Linked DNA regions of Gossypium hirsutum: region 1 is linked to region 2. Evidence: chromatin contacts called from public Hi-C data. All regions are on one chromosome and are shown on one strand. Each heading gives the region's core, a stretch centred on a gene start, on an enhancer-like site or on the middle of the called end of the contact. The rest is flanking DNA. Distances are from core to core; before and after follow the strand shown. Region 1 holds the start of LOC107957355 (phosphate transporter PHO1 homolog 3). Region 2 has its middle 5.5 kb from the start of LOC107957354.

Region 1 (3,885 bases), core at 617-3,116, 200 kb after region 2:
TCTCAACAGGGTTTGAAAAAAGAAATTCCCAAAACGACGAGTAAGACCAGTTCAAGATTCCATAAACAAATTCCACCATTTTTTTTAAACACCTGTTTACACGACATAGAATTCAAATAAAACGAAATGTAGAGATAAATTTGATGAATGTCTTAGCATTGTCTCACAAGGGGACAACGATCGCACTCCTACTTCCTCGACAAATTCACCGCCAAACTGCTTTACATTAAAACTAATGTTAAGAAAATTATACCAAGGGAAAGTGTCAATGACCAATGCTTGGTGTGGCTTCTTGCAAGTGGTGTTTTTATTTCAACTGCCGCATCCCACTTTCATTCTTCTGATATCGAAAGCTTTGTTGCTTTTATAAGTATTGATTGTTTTTCGGAATCTTGATCAGAATCGTACTTAAGAAAACTTGCGTATCTGAAAAAGAAATAAAAAAATAGAATTAAAAGTTTTGATTGAGTTTTCGAAAATTAAAAATAATAGAAATAAATAAAGTTGAGGAAATTGTGTTCTTATAAAGAGATTCTAGCCACCAGTTGTCTCGATCTGCCTTGGATTCAATCTTCAGCTTTTAGGTGATCATTCTGAAATAGAATAAGCCAGTTATATTGGAAGAGGACGCCTACGACCACCAACTCCAAGAATTTAGACTTACAATTTTAGCAAAACTTGACTCTAGCCAACAATCGCTTCTGTGGGATTATCTTATGTTAAATCATCACTTCTCAATGACAAATCCTACGCCATTTTGTCTCTTGGGCTTGCAAACCTTCGACACATTAAGCTAACGAACCAACTATACAACCTTCTCAAAATATACAAAGCGGCCACCTTTGCACATGTTGAAAAGATCATCTTTTAAGGGATATGGATGGAAACGTCATCCCCGTAATACGGAGTAGCGATGAATATTCGTTGAGAAGGCTAAGTACGGGTTCTAAGCCTCAAGAACCTTTTTTGGGGAATTTTGACAATATTCGGCTAAATAGATTTAGTGGCTCGTAATTTTTTTGGGAAAAAAAGAGACTAAACTTGATGGGGAGAGAGTATTTACAGAAAAAAAAGGATGTGAAACTTGTGTTACTCCATCCCCTATTTAGAAAAGATAGTCTAGTCCTACTTAAATTCTAAAAAATAAATACAAATAATTAAATATAAATAAAGATAAATAAAAATAAATTCTAAAAATCTAACTAATAATCCTTAATAATTATCCTAATATAATTGGAATTAAAATAGAGTCTTGTGATAAAATTTCTTCTTTTGCACTTTAGCTCTTATGTTGTCCATGCTTGCATTTTTTGCACCACCTTTTTCCTTATGTTGCATGTTGGCCCATTTTATCTTTAAATTCGTGATTTTTTCACTTAAATTTCTTTTTACCTCTAATTTAGTCTCTAAAAAATAAAACTATAAATAGCTTAAACTAGTAGGATAGTACTCAAAATAAATATATAACTAATACATACAAATATGTGATTTTAGAGTATTCTATGTTTGGCGTGGCTTCTTGCAAGTGGTGTTTTTATTTCAACTTCCGCGTCGGACTTGCATTCTTCTGATATCTGACAGCTTTGTTGCTTTTATAAGTATTACTATGGCTCACACTACCACTCAAAAACATGCATGGGTAAAAGGTATTCACACCTTTTCCTCCAATATATTGGATATTTTCGACCCATCCCTTTCGTTTCCCTTCCCACAATTACCATATTATTTAAGCTTTACACCTAATGGACCCTGCTCCCCTCATCAAATTGGCCCTTTAATTCTTAACTCAACTTGCTCTGGGGGTTTTTAAGAGGCTTACAAAAGCTGTTAGCATTACAGTGTTTTATCTGTATTGACAAGGGGAAGATGAAGTTCGGGAAGGAATTCGCGTCGCAGATGGTGCCGGAATGGCAAAATGCGTACATGGATTATGAATACTTGAAGACTCTTTTAAAAGAAATCCAACGTTTCAAGCATAGGACGAAGCCACCGTCTACTGGTTTAAAACGAAAACTTACACTTTATAGAGCTTTCAGTGGGCTAACGCAGAAGAACCACCACAACCCCACCAGCCCTTCTTCTGCATCACCCGATATCGAAAGCCAACCCATTCTGGTAAACTCCGTCGAACGGAACGGTTCTGAAAGTTACGAAACCACGTTCCTTATGTCGTCGGATGAGGGGGGAGAGTATGAGCTGGTTTACTTTAGAAGGCTTGATGATGAGCTGAACAAAGTGAACAAATTTTATAAGGATAAGGTGGAGGAAGTGATGAAAGAAGCAAATGTTTTGAACAAACAAATGGATGCTTTGATTGCTTTTAGGATCAAAGTTGAGAATCCCCCGGTGAATTTCGATAGGTCCGTCGAGATGACTCGTCTTGCTTCCGACATTGCTGTTTCCACTGCATCACTGTCGGTTCCTACTACTCCATCTGGGGGTAGATCAAAGAGCAGTAAGTTGCAACTTACAATTATATTTATATCGAGAATTATCGTAAAAATAATTAATTGAACTTCAACCTGTTTGATGTGCAGAAAGAGCTGCTCACTTGGAAGCCATTGAAGAAAGCATCCATGGACAAACTGAAGATGATAAAGATGATGAGAAAGAGATGGAAACTCCAGTTCAGGAGCCAAAACCGCCGAAACCCAAAATCAAGGGGGTGAAGCCCGCACCGCTAGAAGTACTAGATCGGGTGAAGATGAACAACACTCTCGAAACTCCTCGTTCCACCATTAAAGGTGTTCTGCAGGTTCCAAAACAGGCGGAGATGAGTTTCAGTAGGGAAAATCTAAGAAAAGTTGAAGATCAACTCAAGCGGGCTTTCGTTGAATTTTACCAAAAGCTTCGCCTGCTTAAAAGTTACAGGTACATAACTGGCCAGGCTTAATTTATTTCATCGTTAGGTCTTATTACTCAGTTTTTGTTTTTCCTGGAACTCAACAGCTTTTTGAATACCTTGGCATTCTCCAAAATCATGAAGAAGTATGATAAGATCACATCGAGAAGTGCATCGAGATCTTACATGAAAATGGTGGATAACTCCAACCTTGGTAGCTCTGATGATATTACAAAGCTGATGGAGAGAGTTGAAGCTACATTCATCAAGCATTTTTCCAATGCCAATCGTACTAAAGGGATGAATATCTTAAGACCCAAAGCCAAAAGAGACAGGCATAGGGTAACTTTTTCAACTGGTAAGATTTCTGTTGTTGTTGAAAGTGGCTTTTTTCTTAATAAAAATAATATAAAAAATTAATTAATTATAAAAATGGGATGGGAGAAAATTATTTACAAAAATTTTGTGTTGCATAACACACTTGCAGCACAGCACCTTTCAATTTTTCAGTAAATCATTACAATTTTTTTTATTAATGCCGCTACTACGTAGACAGCATAAAAATATATCTTTTAAAATATTTGTTTTTTCACGAAAAAAATTAAATAAAAATTTATTAGAAAACACCTTTTGAAGTAAAAAAAGAAAAAGAAAAAAGAAGTCTACTACGAAAACAAACAGCTAAAGATAAAAAAGAAACTTCTCACTAATAGATCTTAGCAAGTCTTTTAAAGCAGGAAAGGGAGTGTTATCCCCCCACTTATCTCTTGTCCTGTTAAATTGAAAAAAAGTGTATGTCAAAAATCACCATGTATGTAAATGATAGTGTATAATCTCAAAAGAGAAGTAATTGACAGTCTCAAAAATAAGTGAGATATTTTTTAAACACTCATTTACAAAAATATATATATATATTTTATGGTATATGTACACGAAAATATAAGTATTTTAAAAAATATATATATTAGTATTATATGAGACAATAACAATACCAATAATTTTTTTTTAAAAAGGATCATTATAAACTAATAATTGACTGAAAA
Region 2 (4,133 bases), core at 635-3,134:
GAGAGACACGGCCGTGTTGCAATCTGTATGGAAGGGATGTGGCCGTGTGGTACATGAACTAGCCTAGGATTTACAGGGGCACATGTCTGTATGCTTCACACACCCATGTGGGCAACTATGTGGCCCTAAACTTCACACGATTTTCTATCAGTTCACTTGGTAAAGAATACACTTTTCACTGCGGGTTCGATTGACATTCGTCACGCTTGATTCTGATCTGATTCACCTAGATTCGGTCCTTCAAATGACATTTACTCATGAATTAATGGTTGGTATCAAAATTTCACAAGACTAATAAAAGATTTGGCAAGATTTCAAGTAAATTGATTAATCGAACCTAAAGATTAACATTGTACATTAATATTACGGAAATACAAGATTTAATCCTTGATAAGGAACGCACTTACCAATTCATGGCAAAGGTAATAGATGCTATTTGACAATCACTTTAAAACCGTTTAAGAAAACAAAGAAACGGGGATTGATTTGATTGGGAAAGAAAAATAATCAATAGTTCAAAGGTTAAAATATGATGCAAGTATGAGAGAAAAGAAAAAGAAAATAAAAAAGAAAGAAAAGAAATAGAAGAAGAAGAGGAATTTTACTAAAATTTGAAAAGAGGCAAACTAATCCAAATGGGAAAAACTAACTAAATAGCTAGGGTTTGTAAACCCTAGGGGCGGCAAGGGCAACTTACCCTACCTTGCCGAAATTAAAAGAAAATGAAATGGGAAGGAGGGGCTCAAACCTAAGTTCTCTAGGGAAGGAAGCTAGCACTTAACCATTAGGTCTGAAGCCTATTTCTTATTTAGTCATTTCGTCAAACCCTATATATTTCGGGGCATGACAGAAATTTATACACACAAATTCTGAGTTGAAAGTCGATCTGACAATTTAGAGTTAAAATTATTGATAATTTCAAATGAAAAGTTGAAGCCTCTAGAAATTTTTGGAATACAAAAAAAATCTCATCTAATTCTTATATCTGGTTTGAGTTTTGATTCAAGGGTTGTTTGACTTTATCTTAGATGAGTATGAATTACTTCAAGTGTCGTGCAGACTTGCTCTTGCATGGGGTTGGATTGCCTTTGTTTAGTTTATTTGGATCAAAAGGTGACTTTCTTCAAAAACGACTTTTGTCTTCCTCTCCATGATTGAACTGGATTGGGAGGTGGCTTTTTTCCAGAATTAGTGCGGCGTTCTTCAAAATTTCTTCAAGTTCTTTGACTTCTTCAGAGATTTCTGTAAAGACCTTTTGTGCTTCTTAAACTTGTGCATATGTAGAATGCCAACGGGTTATCCCTTTTTATAGTGTCAATTATTTGAATAAAAAAGAGTTCTAGTAGAATTTAACTTCTTCATTTGATTATTCTACAAGAACTTAAACTCTTTTATTTATTATTAATTTAATTAATTAGATATAAAATAATTATTTAATATTATTACATAATTATTTTATTTTTAAGTAGTGATAATATAAATTTTTATTATTTATATTTTAATTAATTTAAATTAATTAAAGAAAAATAATTATGACATATGATATTATTATTTTTATCCATAATAATTTTGACTTTGACCCATAATAATTTTGGTTTAACGCGTGGTATTTTGTAATGGGTCAAAAATTTTCTTCATCTACATGATTTATTTTTAAATATATTAAAAAATAATTAGGATATCAAATAATTGAAGCTATAAATAGTTGGTTTTTATATGAGAATTCAACGTAATGCATTAATTAAACAGATGGCTTTATTTAGCACTTAATAGCTGACCATGACTTGATATGCACAAATGACTAAGAATTCAACTACACCATATTTTAGAATTTAATGAATATAAAATTTATGTTATCGCGTGAGGGGGTTGAAGTTAGACTCGAAGACCAAGTGTGGTGGACTGCTGTCGCTGCACCAGTTGTAATATTTTGACTACCGACTTGTCCCATGTTATCAAAGCTCTAAGGATCCGAATAGGTTGACTAAAAACTTCATTTTTAGTTATTAAATTGTTTTATCTTCGTAAACAATGTAAAGAGATTGTTATCTGTCTCATTTACATATTTGTTTATTTCTCAATCTATTTGTTAAAATAAATTCGATAATTAATTTTTCGTATTTTGTAAATCTATTAAAAAAGTAAATATTGATTACGAGTTTTAAAATTGTATATATCAAATTAAGATACACCCACAATGCAAATTAAAATAATTGTATAACAAATTTGTTAAAAGTTGACCTAAAAGTCAAATATGATATTGGTTGTAATGGGAAAATTGAGGGAATGAATGTCATAGTGCTTTAAATTTAAATATCATGTATTGTTTCAGATTTATATCTTTAAAACAATTATATAACAAAATTATAAAAAAAATTACATAAAAATTAAATATGGCTTTTGTTGAAATAATAAAACTAAGAGAGTGAATCTTATAATGTTTTAGGTTTAAATATGCATGCTTGAACCCCTTATATACTTATTTTTCTAACTTTTATATAAAATATAAAAATAAAAATAAAAATACTCTTAAAATAATACTTGTTGTTTTGTAAAATAATATGTTATTGGTTAAGATAATTAACTGCCAAACTCATAATGCTAGGCCTAACATACTCAAAATAATACTTGTTGTTTTGTAAAATATATATATATATATATTTTATATTAAAATTTTGTATCATATCTTTTATTAAAAAAATATTATATATTATTTCCTTTATCTACCTAGGATTCCTGTGTTGTTACTCCATATTTTAGAATTTAATTTCTCCTATAATAATTTAATCTCATGACATTTATTATTATATAGTTGTACAAGATCGATCTTAGTTCAGAATGATTAAATTTAAAGTTACAAATAATACTCTCCAAATCTCAGAATATTTTTTGACTTCAGGATAGAGTGTGGACTGGTTTGTAAAATTTTGGCAACTGACTTTGTTTTTTTAAGTAAATTACACCAATAATTTCTAAGCTTTGCTTAAAATTTTATTTCAATCAATGAACTTTCAAATATTATGTAATAGTCATTAACGTTTTCGAGTTGTTACATTTTGATTACTCGTTTGTTAACTTATACTAAGAGATGATGTGGTATTATAAATCAAAGGGTTAATAATTAAATGACTCAACTATAATTAAAATATCTTTTCAATGCTTTTAACATAACATTTTTCCTAACAATAGTTCTAAAATTACTTTTAAAAAATTAATAAAAATTATAAAAAATTATTAAGCAGTAGTTGGAAGAAGTGAAGGTGAACTTCTTCCCCAAGTATTAGACCAAGTTCAAATCTTAAAATCAACATTATTGAAAGAATTTTACTTAAATACCACCCTAGTCTAAATAAAATTATACTGATAAGACCACGTGTGTTTATACTCAACAACAAAAAAAGAAAAATACTAGTAAAATTCATAATCCATTTCAATTTCATTGCAACCTAAAAAATTCTACTTCAACAATTATACATCAGAACTCAAGTTATAAGCAACAGTAGTTAAATTGCATACGTATAAAATAAAAAAGTAAGTTAAACCATTATCAAAAACGGCTATTAATTTTTGTCTAAATTCATTTTTGAGTGTTTTTGTACAAATTCTTTTATTTTTCGAATAGATCTTAAAATTAAAAATCACATTCATCCTTTACTAGGGAGAAAAGACCTCAAACCTAATTCCAATTATGTAGATTTAGAAAAAAAAAAGACGGTTATAAATCAAATAACAATGTGTTTTTTATTTCTGTGAATAGATTGTTTAATAATGATTTTATTAACTTTTTAATTTTTATTATTTTAGAAAATTTTCATAATTTTTATAATATTTTTAGAATTTTAGAAATTTTTAATTACTTTTATAAATTTATATATTTTAAATATTATTTTTTATTAGATTTTTTTAAAATTTTTAAAGAATTATTGATAAGAAAATTATTAAAAGTATCAAAATAATATTTTAATTATAATTCAGGAGTTCAATTAATTAACAGCTTCTTGAAATAGTGTGTGGCGTCATCCCTTAACAGAAGTTTTTTGACAAGCGATTAGATATAACAAATTGATAACTTTAATGCCTATGATGTAACTTTTGATAGCTAGATAATTGAATATAATTTTAAACAAAATTAT

The links. Hi-C and Micro-C count contacts between places; a contact is called where the count stands out from the background.
Region 1: a contact with region 2 is called in a Hi-C map of callus, with 2.5 times the contacts expected there. The contact joins the promoter of LOC107957355 here to the enhancer-like site in region 2. A contact is called at or near these places in 6 of 34 Hi-C or Micro-C datasets (callus, cotyledon and leaf).

The regions. Positions count from the first base shown.
Region 1 is chrA05:45,001,996-45,005,880 of Gossypium_hirsutum_v2.1, forward strand. LOC107957355 (phosphate transporter PHO1 homolog 3) reads left to right here and starts at 1,867. Exons shown (of 8, transcript XM_016892865.2): 1 at 1,867-2,455; 2 at 2,538-2,871; 3 at 2,950-3,200. The coding sequence starts at 1,867.
Region 2 is chrA05:44,806,252-44,810,384 of Gossypium_hirsutum_v2.1, forward strand. No RefSeq gene overlaps it. Among protein-coding and RNA genes, the nearest start is that of LOC107957354, 5.5 kb to the left of the region's middle. Within about 2 kb of position 1,885, at least 4 of the 9 cell types and tissues checked have an H3K27ac peak or open chromatin away from gene starts, as enhancers often do. A contact at or near this core is called in cotyledon and leaf, where this site is marked.